Linked DNA regions of Zea mays: region 2 is linked to region 1. Evidence: chromatin contacts called from public Hi-C data. All regions are on one chromosome and are shown on one strand. Each heading gives the region's core, a stretch centred on a gene start, on an enhancer-like site or on the middle of the called end of the contact. The rest is flanking DNA. Distances are from core to core; before and after follow the strand shown. Region 1 holds the start of LOC100857097 (acetylglucosaminyltransferase). Region 2 holds the start of LOC103629786 (Plant Tudor-like RNA-binding protein).

What was found. A called contact is a pair of places that touch in the nucleus more often than the background predicts.
Region 2: a Hi-C map of leaf shows a contact between it and region 1, with 6 times the contacts expected there. The contact joins the promoter of LOC103629786 here to the promoter of LOC100857097 in region 1. A contact is called at or near these places in 3 of 25 Hi-C or Micro-C datasets (bundle sheath, ear and leaf).

What each region holds. Positions count from the first base shown.
Region 1 is chr6:112,850,667-112,855,150 of Zm-B73-REFERENCE-NAM-5.0, reverse strand. LOC100857097 (acetylglucosaminyltransferase) reads left to right here and starts at 1,394. Exons shown (of 4, transcript NM_001254771.2): 1 at 1,394-2,310; 2 at 2,875-2,950; 3 at 3,035-3,150. The coding sequence starts at 1,695.
Region 2 is chr6:112,988,882-112,992,916 of Zm-B73-REFERENCE-NAM-5.0, reverse strand. It overlaps LOC103629786 (Plant Tudor-like RNA-binding protein), which reads right to left and starts at 2,234. Exons shown (of 6, transcript XM_035960118.1): 1 at 1,802-2,234; 2 at 966-1,384; 3 at 1-705. The coding sequence starts at 1,361.

The sequences.
Region 1 (4,484 bases), core at 145-2,644:
GACTGTACGTTCATTTTAATACTTGTAGTGCTGCACAAGGGTCATTATCTTATTTACTATTTCAAACTTCACAGTGTAAATATTACGACCTACTATGCAAAACAACGTTTTGTATGTCCATTTACACGTTCTGTGCACGGGCTTACAACTTACAACGACAGTTTTTTTTGTTGCAATAATATAATTTATAGCTTGACCAAATTACGATTCATGGCCAAAGTATGTTATTTGGTTGGCCTAGGATTATTCTAATCCAACAACTTTTTATTGTATACAGACAAAACAACTTCATCAATCTAAGACTGTCTCCAGCAGCTTACTCATCCCTATACCCATATGCAAACTCCGCTCTACGAACAATACAATATACATCGTAGAACAATGAAAAACAATGTTTTAGGTATAAGTTGGTAAGAAATCACTACATATAAATGCAGGACAAGCCAAATTAAGAATATGGGTTAAGCCTTTATAAGAAGACAAAACAAGTTAAAGATCCATTATGCCGCCAAGTACAAGCTTTTGGTTTCCTTTCTTAGAGTTAAATATGAATCTGGATAAATTTCAGTTTGGATTTAATGTCCTTTAAGATCTGTACAAAATAAACATATCTAACAGTATTTAGCACAAATTAAATGTCGCCGTCCTTACAATCAGTTTTGGCGGGAGCTGGACCTAATCAACTACTACTACGTACTCCTAGACCTACTATTAGGCCTCCTTTGGAACAAGGGAAAAGTGAAGGAATTTTAAAGGATTAAAACCCTATAGAAAGTTTTCCTATGTGGTCCTTTGGAACAAAGGATTGAGTTGCAACAAATCCTATAAAATTCCTATGGAATTGAGCATTGTAGTGAGATTTTGGAGGTTTTTTAACATGAGGTCCAACCTCTTGAAAATTTTCCTGTGGAATTGAAGGTGACATGCAACTCTATTCCTACATTTTTTTCATCCCTATGTTTTACTAATCCTCCATTCCAAAGTAGGCCTTAGGAAGGAACAGGATTGAAAATGTAGACGACACAACGCAACGCAGTTTATAAATGAAATAATTGGATTTTTGCCGCTCACAATGTTGTCTTCTTGTTATAATTACCACTGTGTCTATGAATTATGGGTCCAGCTGGGTCTATGAAATGTGGGTCTGATGGCAATTTTACAAACATGTTTCATGCTGATGGCAAATATCAGAATCTCTCATAAATGGATTCAGGATTAAGAATAAGTCATTCCGCAAGATAAGCACAAAAAAGAAAATCCAAACCCAACACCTCACTCTACCGATCTTCTCCATCTCACACGGCAGGACGAGGCTTTTGGGTCCGTCATCAATCTCCATCCGTGGCAGCGGCACGAGAAGATGCCACGAGGCCATGCCTGACTGGAGGGCCAACGCCAACCCGACGCGACCGGCAGGCAGCGGCGCACCAACGCAAAGGTTAACCCACCCGCCCACCCAGCAGCACTCACTCACGAGACCGTCCACCGCGACGCGCTCTCTTGCCCGTGCCCCCGTCCTCCCCTTCCCCCTCCACCTCCGCGGCGCCCGCGGTAACCTCGCCACGCCACATCGCGTGCGAGCACCAACCGTCGCCGGCCCTCTAATTAAGCTGCCCGCGCGGCGCGATCCGGTGTCCACCGCTGCCCCGCCGGAGGAGGAGGAGGAAGGGGGGCGGGGGGTGGAGCACAGGGGGATGCTAGAGGCGAAGCCGCCGTCGCCGGGCTCCTCCGGCGCGGCCGGGGCGGCGGCACACATCCACGCTCACCGGCGGTGGGCGGCGCCGCTGCTGGCCTCGGTCCTGCTCTCGTCGATCCTCATCTCCGCGTCGCTCTTCTTCTCCTCCTCCCGCGCGCTGCTCCTCTCCTTCTCGCCGCTCCCCTCCGCGGCCTCCGCCGAGCCCCTCTTCGTCGAGGCCAAGCTCCGCCAGCAGATGCGGGCCGAGGAGCGCCCCGCGCGCGGCGCCGTGCCCAGGATCGCCTACCTCGTCTCCGGCTCCGCGGGGGACGGAGCCGCGCTGCGCCGGACGCTCAGGGCGCTCTACCACCCGGCAAACACGTACGTCGTGCACCTCGACCTCGAGGCTCCCGCCGCCGAGCGCGCCGAGCTCGCCGCTGCCGTCCGCGCCGACCCCGTCTACGCCAGGTTCCGCAACGTCAAGGTCGTCACACGGGCGAACCTGGTCACCTACCGTGGCCCGACCATGGTGGCCAATACGCTGCACGCGGCTGCCATCCTGCTGCGCGAGGGCGGTGATTGGGACTGGTTCATCAACCTCTCCGCCTCCGACTATCCACTCGTCACCCAGGACGGTAAGCGCAGATGCGATCTGCCTCCTTCGGCCCCCCAGTTCCGCGATTGGATCTATCCGTCGCGGGAAGACGCGACCTTTCATCCTATTTTTTCGGTGCTTCTAAAGGCGCGATCTTTGCGTTCCGGGCAAAATCAATTCCAAGTTTGGGTCACTGGACGATGGGGATTTGAAATTTGGCGTACAGTGTTTGGTTGCGAGTGTTCGCCAAACATGCGATCTTATACGTGGGCTTGGAGTTGCCACTTGGGAATGGGGTGAGATTAATTTATGACATGTTCTTCCACAATTGGTCTGGGAATTTGGTAAGATTTGATTATCTTTGCCGCTTCTAGTTCTAGGTGGTATCAGGGAGGGGAAAGTCAATCTTGGGGCGTGTATTTCTTTCTTTTAAAAGAGCCCCGCACTGAGTCGCCTCTCTCCCTCTCTTGGTTGCAATCTTATTTTGGTTCTTCCCTTTCGATTTACTACCGTTTTATGGATTCTTCTACTTGTTCATGGTGCAAGCTTTTCTGTTGTGATCAACTTGTCTCTTTGTTTGTCTGGTTTGTCTATCTATCGGCAGACCTGTTGCATGTGCTCTCCGAGTTGCCCAGGCAGCTTAACTTCATTGAGCATACCAGTGACATCGGATGGAAGGAGTAAGTTTGCAGTTTGTCTCAATTCTCAAAGTTCTGTTATATGCTCCCACGAGTTCTGCAGTTGCTGAATATGTCTCTCTGTAGGTACCAGAGGGCGAAACCGGTGATCATCGACCCTGGGCTATACAGCCTGCAGAAGTCTGACGTTTTCTGGATAACAGAGAAACGGAGTGTCCCAACTGCGTTCAAGCTCTTCACTGGTAAATACAGCATCATCTTCCCTGAGAATTCTGAAATAGCTCTCTATCTCCCTCTAGTATTAGTGTTTCTTATTTTCTATATACTACCTCTGTTCTCGAATATGTGTCGCCCACTAGTTCATTTTTGAACTAAAACGCGACAAATAAAAAAAGGACAGAGGGAGTACCATTTTTCATTGTATTTCACATACTAATTGTTTGCAGTGTTGGTTTTTATTCACATGTCTGTTTTTCCTGGAATCATGTGCAACTAATGGCTCTTTTTTGCCACTGTTGTTAATGCTTGGTACAAGAAAACAAACACTTCATTTTTCTTTGCTGACCTCTGTGTTAAGACTAGTTTGGTTGAGCATGAACCATGATGACACTTCTGTCAGGAGATAGTGCAACCAGTATTTGACCAATCTGCCTGATGGGATTTAATGCCAGGTTGAGAAGTTGTAGACTGTTGTGATGGTCCAGCTATACTCTTGATTTTAATATTATGGTCTTGAATTGCTAGCTTGTGCCTATTACCTAGTAATTTATGGGCAATCAATATGCTTTTGTATGGACTATCTCTGCACTACGCCACTACCAGAATGGCATGTTAGCAACTTAGCATCAGATGATTTGCTAGAATCAAATCATATAGCAAACCATAAAGAACTTCCATTACCATATCTCGAAGCAGGAAGAAAATTTGCAGCTGACTAGCAGATTAGCAGTTGAGATAGTACTAGATAGCTTCATTTTAGCTGTTCACGGACATAGTGGTTTGGTCTCAAATTTGTTGAAACACCAATTTTGCTTAAAGAAACTGAGAGCACTTGCTATTATTAACGGTGAAGCCAATTAATCTTATTGTTTTTCTTGGTATGGTACCTTGAAAAGTTTTCTGAATCTGAATAAAGAAAATGGATTTAACTTCGATGTACATATTTGCAGATAGAAGCTGTCTAAAAATATTCAATTTTTTTTTGTATTTTCCTTTTAATATTATTTTTTTATCAAGACATGTATGGGACTTCAATGCTCCAAGAGATGCTAAATATCATGATTTCTGGGTCGCTGAAAATCACAATCTTCTAATGGGAAACTAAGTATGGATCCATAAAAAGCTATGGGAGAACAAAAGATACAGCAATAGTTTAGGTTATTGCTGTTTATCAACATAACTTTAGTAAGGGTAGGCATCATGCGGAAGGCACATCAGATTGGAAGCTTTGAGGTAGCACTTCTATTTACCACCGTGGCAAGCACCAGCTTGTGAATGGTGAAAGTGACATCCTAGTTTTTCTTGTTTTCTTCATCTAAAGTTATTATTTCCATACCCTCAGATTTCCCAATTTATT
Region 2 (4,035 bases), core at 985-3,484, 140 kb before region 1:
AACAGCACGGGTAACCAAACTCCTCAATTCAGCTAGATGTTCATCAATTGAGATGTTCAGTGTTAACCTTAGGTTAGTCAACAAAGCCTCTTGCTCCCAGCTAATTGACCCACAAGCATGCAAGGCTAACATTGTTGCGCGATAAGCATGTAATTCCAGCACATGGGTTTCTTCCCTCGACCCATTGTTATCATGTTCTGATGTTTCTCTTTCAGATGTAGAAGCTTCATCATCATCAGTTCTACTACAGCTATCTCCACTTTGGTAGACCAAATTATAATGTTGTGATCTATGAGGGGTACTGTTAGGACTAGAACTGCCAACAGAAGATGATATACTCTCTGTATCACTAAATTCTTCAGTTGTTCCAGTATGCCATTTATGACCAGCATGGATGCATTTCCCGCGTAGAATAATGCATGGGGAATCAACATCATCTACCTTTTCAGCCAAAGGGGAAAAACTTCTATCAACCAGCTTTGAGTACCTTCCATCTCTATTTGGTGTCCGCAATCTCTTAGTGATTTCACTGCATTGAGGATGTGTTGATATAGCAGACGATTTTCTCTTGATGCCTCTAGATGTATCACCCTCAAAGGCATTCTGGTTCTCAAGTTGACGACTGTCCATTCTGAAGTTATGGTCTAAATTTTTATCTTTTGATTGACCTCGGAATGCACCACCATCCAAGCATCTTGCAGAATACTGAAAATGGTAGAAAGACAAGTCTCATTAGGATCTAGGGCATTCCCATTAATACTTGCAACAAAATCTAACTGCTCACGGGTGAACATCAAAGGACCTCAAAATTATGGTAATATATTTTATTAAAAATACAACAGTTAGACCATGTTAACTGCTTGATTGAGCTAATGTAATAAACAAGTAAAAACATATTTCTATTGATCACCTTATGTCATATATAAATCTAATCTAATTTGAGAATGGAAGGAACAGAGCATTACCTTCTGAGTCACAATCCATATGTCATCTAGCCAAAGCTTCCTCATTCGAAGAACCGATGCATGTGCACTCAACTCCAGCGAGGACCCAAGGAGCCTGACTAGATATTGATTCTTTCCAAGCACTCTCACCACCTCGGCAACCTTCCACGAGTAGCTGTCAAAGGCCTCAATGATACTACCCAAACTCCAGCGTACAGGATCATCCGCAGGAGGGCGAGGCCTCATCAACCTTCTTGGCACCCTTTCAACAGCCACGCTGGAGTCAACGGGACTTTCATCATATCTCACAAAGTAGGCGTGTCCATTGCCGGAGACGATCTCACCAGGCCTCCAAGAACCAAACGGCACATCTGCCTCCTGCAATACCTCCACCTTGCTCCCCTTGAGGAATCTCATCAGGTCGTTTTGCTTCGAGAACTCTGTCGCGGACAAGAAACCAAAGATATTGTCAACAGCCGACACGATAGATTAACTGGCGTCGAAACAGAGCGAATAAATCAGAATAACACAGGAGCACCCAGAAGATTTTGAATGAAAGAAATCGCATCATTGACTCAAACCGAGTATTCACAACAGAATAACAGATATGAACGAGCGAAGGAGCCATTGCGGCGCAGAAGAACAGAAGAACGAAATCGAGGCGAATCGGTCGGGGGTGTGACATGAAAAACATGGCCTCGCATATCCACCAGGGGGGCGGGCTTCCCGATTCTTTCCTCTTCTTTTCGATCTGACTGTGATCATAGAAGAGAGTAAAGAGATCGATCTACCGAACAAATAAGTCTCCGAGGAAAAAGAAAAGAAAAAAAACATCAAGCGAAGTTAGGGTCCCTTACCAACAAACGGAAAGGCCAATACAATGCCAATCGAGTCGCCGGCGTGATGAGCGCGGCTGGCTACCTGCCGTTCTTCGGCGGGACCACCGGAGCCCGACGGCTGTCGTTCTTCTTCAGACGAGGAGGCTGGCGGCGGGCTCAGAGCGGCCGGGGCCAAGCACGTCGATTCAACGATTTGCCAACGGAGAGATTGAGAGAGATAGAGAGAGAGAGGGAGAGGAGGCCGCGATGATGCGCCGACGCAAGGAATTGCTACGAGGGCACGGCGAGGATTTGGCGAGCGGAGGAATCGGGTGGCGGTTTCAACAAGAGCCGGAAATAAGCAAATTCAGTCGGTTTTTATTTTATTTATTTGAATATAAGATAATGAATATTTCTGCAGGACAGGGTCACAGGGGTGGGCCTGCGTCGCGTCGCGTCGCGTTCTGGGTTCGAGGCGAGTCTCATCACTGCCATTGGCCTTAGATATCCTTGTTTGGGCCTCGGCCAGCCCGTCGCTTGTCGACCGTCGGTCTGGCGTTTGACGGCTGAGATCCCAGGACGAGGTTATCGGTGGCTATCTTGTTCCCATGGTTTTGGTTTGTCGTCTCGTTTTTTTGGGTTACATTTTCTCCGGAGCGTAGCATGGTTTTTTTGAACCATCTTAGAGCTAGTTTGTGAACCTTATTTTTCCAAGGGTTTTTCGTTTTTCCAAGTGAAAAATGTAAAACAATTAAACGCTGTTCTAGACATCGACGCATTTGTGTACGAGCCATCCATTCTCTGCAGTCGTGAGAAACGCTTAAAACATACTATAATTCATAGAAGTTTTCAAAATATTATACTGTATGATTTTGTCCTCTAGTGTATATATATGCATATCGAATATGCCGTTTCCATATAAATTTCTAGAAAACGACCTTTCATTTTGGATGTGCATATTTTGTTATATGTTTCAAGGGAGTTTATACCATTGTACCGAAGCAGTGGGTTTTTTTTTTGCTTGCTACTATAGACCGGGTCAAATTCGATATCTACCAAAGGTCGAAGGATTTATTTGTCACGTCCAAAAAGTACAGGGGAGTATAGGATGGCAATAGGTTGGGTTTGGACTAGATGCAGTAAAAACAATAAGTATCAACAATAATTAAGTTATATCTATGGTTTTATGTATTCTCGCGTTGAGTTGCAACAAAATATTACATGAACAATTAGCCAAGTTAGTTATCGAAAATAACTATTATTATATTTTAATCATTTTTGCGTAAAATAAAGAACGAACTAAATTTCAGATCGTGTGCGAGCCATCCCACGGATTGAAATAGAAACTCACAACGTCGGGTTAGTGTGCACCAGCTAATCAAAATGTGTTTTCTTCTCTAGTTTTCGTGGGCATGAAGCTGTGGCAAGTTGTTCGTCTGCCCCAGACGACCGCCCCAAGCATACTTTCTCCGTCATCCTGCGGCAGCGTTGATGATGGCTTGGCAGTCACGTTTAAGCCGCTGTCTCTCAAAATTAGCTGATCGCTTTGCTTGTTTACCTAGCTTTCATATTCCTTGCGTGCCGGAAAGATGACCCAACAAAGCAATGCAAACACAATCTAAACAACCAGCACGTATACAAGAAGGATAACCTCTTTTCATCAATTAATAATAAACTAATACTGTATTCTTGAAAAAGGAAGGGGGAGGGGGGGTGCAGGTCATGGTTTGGTTGGGCGCGACGACTGACGAGTGGCCGCACTGCGTATTGCGTTAATGGAGGCCGTTGTCCATGATGATCATGAGCCATGAACAGAGGCCAGCGGAGACACCTCGATCTCGATCTGCATAGCTGAAAATGAGGCATGAAAATCCAGCAGGGATCTACCGCATGTGTCCCGGGCTCAGCGGAGACACCTCGATCTCGATCTGCATAGCTGAAAATGAGGCATGAAAATCCAGCAGGGATCTACCGCATGCGTCCCGGGCTCAGAAATCTCCGCGATCACATGTCCAGGGGAGGGGCGCAGATTTGCTTGCTTCACGCATGCAACAGGCCAGGCTTATCAAGAATTTCGTATGTGATCTTGGAGAAGGGACAAGGGGCGTTTGGAATGTACAACAATCCAAGCTCTGAGTCAGCAACGCAACACCAGACCAGCTGGAAGAGGACGGGAGCGAAGGCGGGGAAACAGCGGCCTTTCCAAGCGCGCGTAGGGCTGGGCATTCGGTTTTTTTTGAAATTTCGGTTCGGTTTTTCGGTTTTAAAAAACT